Regions from separate parts of the Sus scrofa genome. Here region 2 is linked to region 1. The links are chromatin contacts, called in public Hi-C maps. All regions are on one chromosome and are shown on one strand. The core of a region is the stretch at or near the end of the contact, and the rest is flanking DNA. Distances in the headings are between cores, read along the strand shown.

Evidence for each region. A called contact is a pair of places that touch in the nucleus more often than the background predicts.
Region 2: a contact with region 1 is called in a Hi-C map of skeletal muscle, with 5 times the contacts expected there. The contact joins the promoter of NKX6-2 here to the enhancer-like site in region 1. A contact is called at or near these places in 5 of 47 Hi-C or Micro-C datasets (embryonic fibroblasts, epiblast stem cells, fetal heart ventricle and 2 more).

Annotation. Positions count from the first base shown.
Region 1 is chr14:140,814,618-140,819,174 of Sscrofa11.1, forward strand. All of the region lies in intron 4 of INPP5A (type I inositol 1,4,5-trisphosphate 5-phosphatase), which reads left to right. Among named protein-coding and RNA genes, the nearest start is that of INPP5A, 80 kb to the left of the region's middle. Within about 2 kb of position 2,129, at least 6 of the 83 cell types and tissues checked have an H3K27ac peak or open chromatin away from gene starts, as enhancers often do. A contact at or near this core is called in skeletal muscle, where this site is marked.
Region 2 is chr14:140,896,367-140,900,923 of Sscrofa11.1, forward strand. It overlaps NKX6-2 (homeobox protein Nkx-6.2), which reads right to left and starts at 2,748. Exons shown (of 4, transcript XM_021073891.1): 1 at 2,293-2,748; 2 at 2,030-2,202; 3 at 795-1,791. The coding sequence starts at 2,698. The coding sequence ends at 1,537.

The sequences.
Region 1 (4,557 bases), core at 879-3,378:
TTACGTGAAAAACAAACCGAAACAGCTTCCAAATTGGTGAGATGCACCTGACGTTGTGCCTAGAGGGCATTCCAGGCATTAAGCGCTCACGCGAGGCGTTTTTAAAGTGAAGAGCAAGTTTAACCAAAGCACGGAGAGGCGAGGAAATGGTGAAGTGAGAGCAGAAAGCAGTGAACTAGAAAAGGGAGCAGAAAAGCCTCCGGGACCGCCTCCCGGCTCCTCCAAAAGGCCAGGAGGCTGGAAGCCCTGCGCGGAGGTCTGCGGCGCAGGCCGTGTCTGCCGGGCACCGAGGCGGGGGTGGCGGACGCAGGGCTGAGGGGCCCGGCCTCTGCCCAGGGGCGGCCCCGAGCGAGCCCTGGGCCGCGGGTGCCGCTGGGCTGAGCAGACGGGGAAGGGAAGGTGGGGCCTTGGCTCCTCTGCCTCACACGCGCCCGTGGACGTCGTCACGGTTTTCCAGCTCCCCGGGGTCTGCTCTGTGTCGCCTGTCGTGACGGGCTGCGTGACTGCCTTTCTCCTCCGGCCGCAGCGCTCGGTGGGCTGAGCAGAGACACGGCGGCCTGGGAGGCGCCCCCGGCTGCGAGAGCCGCTTTGTGGTCTCGCTTGGTCCCTCGAGCTTTCTCTCCAGATGTCGGTTCACCACCTGCGTGGAAGCAGAAAGCTGCAGCGCCACGTCCCCGTGGCTCAGCCACGTCCCCGGCGAAACAACCATCTTGCGACGGACGTCGCTGAGGACCCCCGCCTGAGCGTCTGACCCACAGGGGCAGTAATTGTAAGTGGCCAGCGCTGGCTGTTTGACGCTGTGCCCCAGCCAGATGCCGGGGTACTCACGGCCACTGCCAGCGACAGGACGAAGGGAGGCTGCCGCCCGCACTCCTGCTGCAGGTGCAGCACAGAGACTCCGCAGACGGTGCTGTAGCCGCGCGCGGGGCTTGTCAGGTGTACGGGTCTGAAACCGGGTGCACCACACACCCGAGGCACCTCACAGCCCCGCAGCAATTCCTCTCTGGTTGGTCCCCAGTCCATGATGGCACTTAGCCAGAGACAGGGCCCTCCTGGGCGGTTCTGGCCTGGGACGGTGCCTCCCTGGGCAGGCCGGACAGTGCGGGACCTGGCGCCGAGCCCAGGTCTGGGGCTCTGGGTGGGTGGACCGTGTGGAGCTGAGGGTGGAGGCCGGCCCTGCCCGCAGAGGGTGTGGGGGCGTCTGCTTGCTCTTCGGCGCAGCTCCCATCCGGGTCACCGCCCTCCTGGTGGTCCCTCCTGAAACCACAGTCCTGGGCAGGCGCGTTCACGGCCGGTTAGATGACGGGGACAGCAGGGTTTCCCTGTGGGAAGCGGTCAGTGGTGCCGTGAACTCCTGCACTGGACCTCGTCCCAGACTCTGCTCAGGGCGAGGCGCATCTGTCACCGTCTCCCGACTGGGCCCGTAATGGCTGGTGATAAAATCCTGCGTGGCCCTGGCCGGGGCAGCGCCACCCGCTCTGCGCCCGTCCATTGCCCCTCAGTGCGCCATGCATAGAACCATCCTTGCCGGGTCCCCAGGATGTCGCGGTGGAGAGGGCCCTGCACCTTGGGGCCCAGGCAGCACTGGCCTGCCACGTGGCCACCCTTCCGCCCCAGCCTGGTGGCCTCCAGCTGTCAGAGAGAGGAAAATTTAATTTTTACAAGATTAATGGTATTGGAGCAATATTTTCAGCTGAGTGTGGTTCAAATAATAGGCCATTAATTGAAAAAGGAAATTGAAATGAATTTATCTTGTACATAAATGCTGTCACAGGTATTAATAGGGATCAGAAAATAGTAGCCTGTTCCCAGAAAGAGGTCGAACCTGAACCTGCACCTGGTGATGAGCACTACGGGGGCGGGGGGGGCGCAGAAACATGGGGGCCGGGGCCGGGCTGGGGGTGGGGGCTCTGGGCTCGCAGGGGCTGTGGCTGGAGCAGCTGTGGCCTTGGGGAGGCCATGCCCTGGGGGCTAGCGGCCTGGGGGCCCGACCTGGGGGACTGTGGCCTTGGGGGGTGCCTGGGGGCAGTGGCCTGGGGGTGCATGACCCGGGAGCAGAGGCTGGGGGAGGTGTGACCTGGGGCAGCGGCCCAGGCGGGAGCCTGCAAGTCTGCATCCTTACCAGGAGATGGCGCCAAAGCAGCATTTCGCGTTCTGAGCGGGAGCTGCTCACAGGGCAATTTTCAGACTCAGGTCAAATGATGACGTCCAGTTTTGTCTGTTCATAAAAACCATCCCAAAGGGCCACTCATTTAAGTAGGGGCTGCTCTGGTCCTGGGCCTGGCTGTCCTGGGGCAGGTCCCTGTGTCTGCGTCTTCTATGGCAAGTCAAGGGTTGGAAATCTGTTTCTCAGAGACGCGGGGCCTGCGTGCTGCGTGGCAGCCTGTTCACGGGCACTCGTCAGCCGCCACTGTGCGCCAAGGGTCTGGCCACACGCGAGCTGGACGGGACGGCGGGAGCTCGCTCGCTGGTCCAGCCCTCAGCTGCCTGGGCCCTTGTGTCCTGGCAGCAGCCACCTGTCATGCTGGGTGTTGGTGTTCTTACAAGGGCTGTGTCTTCCTCCCCAGTTTCATCGCCAGAAGCAGCAGCTGCTGCCCAGGGCCTGGAGGTGGGCCGGCACGTGCTGGGCGCCCAGCAGACGTTTGAGCTGGGAAGGAGGGGTCCCAGGGTGGAGGAGCCAGGGTCATCGGTGGGTCAGATGCGGGTGACCCTGGGCGTGGGCCCCCCTGGAGAGCGCCAACCCGAGGACCGGCTCGAGGCCATGGGGTGCACTGCCCTGAAGACCAGGGTCAGGTGGATGTCCGGCTGCAGGCTGCTGGGGGTCAGTCTGGGGGCCAGTGTGGGGGTCAGTCCGGGGGCCGGTCTAGGGACCAGTCTGGGGGCCAGTCTGGGGGCCAGTCCGGGGGCCAGTCCGGGGGCCAGTCTGGGGGCCAGTCTGGGGGCCAGTCTGGGGGTCAGTCTGGGGGCTCCGCCTTGCAGCTTAGGAGGCACAGCCTTGGATGGCTCGGCTGGTGGAGCCGAGGGCTGCAGGCCGGATGTACGGGGAGCCGGGAGGACGGGAGGCTCGTCCAGGGCACAGCAGGGGAGACGGGGCAGTGGCGGGCTGCAGTGAAGTAAGACCCCCCCCCAGGAGGGGCTGCCCCCCAACCCCCACCGCAGGCGCCTCCCGGCCCAGCCCGGATCCCCCGTCTCCTTTTGCAGGCGGGTCTGGGCCCTCTCGGCCCCGGGCACCTGCTGGGGGGTGGGGTGGGGGAGTGGCACGTCTTCTTTCCCAACGTGGTCCCAGGCCTCCCCCCACCCCACCCAGCCCTGAAGCTGCGCCCCTGCTCAGGAGATGCCCCAGACCCCTCCTGGCTCCCTGCTCCGAGACATGCCCCTTCCCCAGCTCTGCTCTCCTGGATGAGATTTGAGGGAAACGTATGGATCGTTAATGGAGTTTACTGATGTTCTTTGATCCGAGAGGAGAAAGGCAAATGCATTTCTGATGAGGGGGCCCATCTGCTTTAGGGCCCCTCCCGAACGGCCCGGCCGCTTGCTCCCTGCCTCTCGCCGGCCTGCGGGTCCAGACAGGCCTGATGAAGTGAGGGAGGCAAGATTGGTTTTCCGAGGGCACCGGGCCCTCTGCACTCAGCTAAATCACGGCTGTCTGCCTCGTGGGCGGGGTGACGCCGCTCCTGGCTGCGACTCCCGCAGCCCCGCGGGACGCGGTGATGTGCGGCCGGGCGGCGGCCGGGCTGCAGGGAAGGTGAAACTGTCATATCGATCTTTTTAGCACTAAAATATGAGCCACTTTCCTCTGCTCCCCGCTGCTGTGATGTGAAAAATAATAACTCGGATCCAAATTAAAAATATTGATCTCTGGAAGGTGTTGAAAGTAAATAAACCCCTTCCGAAGTTTTCGGGTCAGCCGAGAGCCGGCATCCAGCAGTAAATGTGTCCACACGTCACAGCCCAGGGTTCTTGATCTGTTTTTTCTTTAAATTGATTTTTCATTATTTACTTCCTAAAAGTGTTGGAATTTGGTCCTCCACTGTTAAACCCCGGTGTTTGGGCAAATTATTTCTTTGGGGCTTAGGAGGTGCGGCTAATCCACTCGTTCATTGATTGATTGATTTTTGACTCAATAAGCTTGCAGCCCCGGCCTTATTTAGGACTTCCATCATAATTTTTTATACATTTAGGCTTGACTTTTTTATTTCCCGCTAACGGATGAGCTGGCGTTGGGCTATCAAACAGAGTGGACAATTGCCACCAGGTTAATTTTATCTGGCTGGGATTCTGAGGGGCGGGGGTATCCTGGCGGGGGGCCAGCAGCAGAGCGGAGCCCCCCTGCCACTCTGGAAACCCCCTTAGCCCCCTGGGCTGCGATCCCGGGGGTCCGAGAGCTGCCGTGGCCTGGCCACGTGGCCGAGGGGCTCGAGTCTCAGATGCCGTGGTTTTCCGTGAGCTCTGGAGGCGGTGAGCTGTGTGCTGCGGGAGTTGTCCCTCCAGACGACAGAGGCTGGGCGAGTCCAGACACCGCACAGCCTGGTGGGAAAGCCCTCGGGGAGGACGGGG
Region 2 (4,557 bases), core at 1,498-3,997, 82 kb after region 1:
CCTTACAGTAATATATAATCGGTTAGATTTCGTTTTTAAAATTAACACAACAGTTATGCCCATGAACAAGCAAGCACGTGGTGTCTCCACGCAACCTGCACTGGTGGGACCTGTGTGAACCAGAGCAGATCCGGGCCGCTGTTAACCAGAATCCCGGCCCCGGGCCCCAGTGTGGGGCCCGGGGGCCGGACTGGGGGCCTGGCCCATCCAGGGAGGCACCCCTGGGTCAAGGAGGGAGCTGGCCAGGAGGAGGACAAGTCCAAGCACCGGCCAGATGTGCTTCCTCCAGGTGCCAGGGCCACACTCGCGGAGGAAACGCCAGGGCCAGCTAAGGGAACTGGGAGCCGCCCAGGGTGTGCAGAATTATTTTGGATGTCTTTGTAATCCCAGTTTGAAATAAATAGCACTTTCTACTGATGAAAAAAATCCATTAAGTGGTAGCAGAAGGGCCATAGCGCAGATGAATTTAAAACCTGATTTATTTCACCCAATGTGAGTTTAGTGCTGCTGGGCTACTCATGCAGCTACCCAGGCATGTTTGCATCTGCATCATCAGAGACCAAAACAGTCAGTGAAGCCAGGGCCCAGGTGGCTGCCCCCCCACACACACACACACCCAGGGGAAAGCCTGGGCCCCAGTGCCCCTTCCGGACACCCCCAGACGGGGTTCCATTTGCTCAAACTCTATCCATCTGAGGCGGGAAAACTGTGGCCCTGAGACGTCTGGGGGAGGGCGCCCCAGGCTGCGGCCGCGGGAATTGGGGGAGGTACTGCGGAGGGGCCAGGGGTCGTACCTGCTGCCTCCAGCCCGAGCTGCCTGCACCGCCTGCACCGGAGGAGCCGCCGCCGACTTGCACCCAGCGCCCCGTTCTGTCCTGGCGCCCGGGGCTCCGCTCCACCTCGCTGAGTCCTGGCTCTTCTCGGCTCTCGCGCAGGGTGGCCCCCTTCCCTCAGGCAGCCGCTGGAGGGTTCCCAGGGCCCGGGGGCCCTTGCCTGCTCCAGGCCGGCCTCGCGATGCCCTCGGTCCTGCGCGCTGCGGCCGCCTGCGCGGCCCAGGGCTCCATCGAGCTCCGCTACGGAGCAGGACCCGCTCCAGGCCCAGGACCGCCTCCGGCCGAGGGCGCGGAGCCCGCGGGATAGACGACCCGACCGGGGACCTGGGACAGAGGGCCGAGCAGGGGCTGCGGGCGGCGGCGCCGCCGCGCAGGGCGCCTCGCCCGCGGTGTTCGATGAGGAAGAAACACGCGGTGCAGCCTCGGGAGCCCCAGCTCCGACGGGGACGTGTTAAATAATTTATTGATTATACAAAGTGATTCCGCCCAGGACGCTCGGCAGCGGCGAACCCGGTGCTGCGCCCACGCCAAGAGCCCGGGACAGGGACGCGGGGGCGGCCGGGGACTCGCTCGCCCATCCCGAGCCGGGCCGCTTTATAACTTATTCTGCTGTAAAAATATATATACACACTCCGGCGCGGGCGGCTGGCGGGGCGCCGGCCCGCGGCCCGTACCCTGGTTGTCCGGCCTCGCCGCCGCGTCCTCAGGAGGCGTCCCCCGCGCCGCCGCCGCACGGGCTGACCAGCGCCAAGTTCGAGGGTTTGTGCTTCTTGAGCAGCCGCGTGATCTTCTCGTCGTCCGAGTTGGGGTCCAGGGGCCGGTTGTACTCGTCGTCGTCCTCCGCGTCCGAGCCGCCCACCTTCAGCTTCTCGGCGTCCGAGTCCTGCTTCTTCTTGGCCGACGCCATCTCCGCCGCGTGCCGCTTGCGCCACTTGGTCCGGCGGTTCTGGAACCACACCTGGGGTGGGGGGTGCTCATCAGGCAGCGCCCCCCGAACCACCTGGCGGCCCCGGCGAAGACCCCGCCGCCCGCTTGGACGTGGAGCGACGCCCCAGGCCACCCCTCTGACCCGGCTCCGGCCGCAGGGGCCCAGGCGGCCGCTCGCAGCCCCTTCCCGTTCGCAGGGCGCGGGGGAGCGAGCGGGTCTGCTTCGGCGCCGCGGGATCGGCGGGCCCGCCGGGCCGCAGCTGCCTCACCTTGACCTGGCTCTCAGTCATGCCCAGAGAGTAGGCGAGGCGGGCGCGCTCCGGACCCGCCAGGTACTTGGTCTGCTCGAAAGTCTTCTCCAGCGCGAAAATCTGCTGCCCTGAGAAGGTCGGTCGCGAGTGCTTCTTCTTGCCGTCCTTGTCCAGGACCCCGCCGGCCTGGGCTGCAAACGAGAGCAGGTGAGCGCGGCTGGCGGGCCCGCGCCCCCGCCCGCACCTCGGCCCCACGCCGAACTCGCCCGCGGACCACCTACCCGGGCCGGCCAGGCGCGGGTCCCTCCAGGGCGAGCCCTGCACCACGCCGGGCCAGAAGATGGGCGGGCGCCCGGGCAGCTCGGCCAGCGGCTTGGGATAGCCGCGCGCCACGGCGGCCGCGGGCCCGAAGTAGACGCCGGCCGACGAGGCGAGCCCGTTGAGACGGGGCAGGCCGCCCAGGAGGCTGCCGCCCGCCGTGCCCACGGGCCGCCCCAGGATGTCGCTGATGCCGTGCGGGGTGCCCAGCGGCAGCTGCGCACTCAGGCTGCCCAGCGCGGGCGCCTTGAAGCCGGCCGGGCCCTGAAGCGCGTACGGGAACAGCGACGTCTTCATCTCGGCCATGTTGTGCAGCGCTGCCAGCGGCGCGCTGCTCAGCACGAACGCGCCCGGGCGGTTAGCGTCCATGGGCGCCGCCGCCGCCGGCCCGGGCGCCCATCCGGGCCCCGCCGCCGCCGCCGCCCGCGCCCGCCGGGAAGTTTGCGCGCGGCCCGGGCGGGCGCCGGCTGCAGCGGGGGCGTGGGGCGCGGGCGCCGACGGCGCGGAGGGCTGGCGCGAGGGCGGGCGGCCGGGCGGCGGCTCCGGAGCGGGCTGGGCGGCGGCTGGGGAACGACGGGCGGCGGCGGCGGCGGCGGCAGCGACTCCGGGGCCGGTCGGAGCGGCGCCGCGCGGCCCGGGCGCGCTGATAACCGCGGGGCCCCAGCGCGGCGCGCGCGCTGATTGGCTGCTGGCGCCCGCGGCCCGACCATTGGCCAGAGCCCGGCCGTCTGCGCGCGCCCCCGCCGGCCGCGCACTCCATGAAGGGCCCATTAGCGCGGCAGGTGCCTCCCGGGCTGTAAATTTGCCCCCTGATTTATCTCCCCGGGGACGAAATAAATCCCGTTGGATGGGAGTTTAGTTAGGCAAAGGTTTTAATGGGAAATCACGAAAAAATACGAGAACATATTTTATCGCCCGAAAGAATGCAGATTTGAGGATCCACTCGGCTACTCCGTGCGTCCCATTCGGTGAAGCGCCCCAGGCTGGAGGGCGTGAGGAGCCATCGGGCACCTTCGGGATCACGGCCTGCGCCCCGCCTTGCGGCTTCCTGGCCGCCCGGGGCTCAGGTTTGAGAGAGGGACGAAAGCATTTCGGGGAACCCTCTCCTCCCGGATGCGGAAGAGCGGCTGAAGCGGGTCCTCAGAGTCCACGGGCCGAACGCTAGACTAGGCCTGCGAGAATCTGCTCTGGTTTACCAGCCAAAGGTTGGCGCGCTGCCGAGGGCCCTATGCGAGGCTGTCAAGTCGCGTGCGCTGCCAGGCAGGCAGTTCGCCTGTCCCCTCCCGGCCCACGGGACTGTACGCTGCCGAGCCTGGGCGTTTCCCGGTCGCTCGTTCCCGGGAGGCACCGGGGGCCCGGCCCTGGCCCATGGCCTTTCCCTCGTGAAGCGCAGCCCAAGCCGGGGGAACGGGACCCTGGTGGGCTCAGCGCCTCGACCCGAGGGCGCGGCCGCAGTGCAGCCGGCGGCAGCGCGGCCTTCTGACTGGTGCGCAAGGCCCCGGTGTCCTCCTCTGAGCAGAAAACCTCGCACCCGGTGGAATCGTTGTGCGTGTTCAGAAAAGGTCTCAGTGGACTGCGAGTGCCGGCGGAAGGCAGGCGCTGGGGAAAATTCTGGACATCGTCTCCTTCGTCCTTCGGGGTGGTGTCACATACTCACTACTAATTGACGAATTGACAGCTGTTGCTGTTACTTCGCTAGGGTAGGGAACGTAACCTGGACGTGTTCGAACAGACGGCCGCCGCTTAGTGGCTGGAGGGCGGTGTGCCCAGGCCGACCCCTCTCTGGCCTGGTGCGGTCCGTTAGCAACGACTTTCCACTTTAACTCCCACCGCCAGGGTTTGGGTGGCGCGGGAGAAGGTGACCCTCTCCGCTCTATGCAGGGACCGAGCGTCTGCTCGCACTAAGACCCTCGGGGGTCCACTTTCGTTTTGTGTATTTAGCCTCGGTGTCTTGGGTTTGCGGGTCCCTATGACAGATCACGGCTCGCAAGGCCACTGGCCGCTGGGTCTGGGGGGGCATTCGGTGGCCGCCCCGGCCTGTGCTGCTCGCACGCTGCTGGTCCCCTGCCGCGCTCTATGCGCGAGGTGCCCCCGGCTTCATGCACGGGGCAGCCCGCGTGCACGGGAGTTTCTTTCCTGCCGCTTCCTCGGCAGGGGCTGCACTCGAGGGATCCGGGTCTACACCGGTCTGCACCTGCTGCGCCAGGCCGGAGATACCGAGGGCGTCC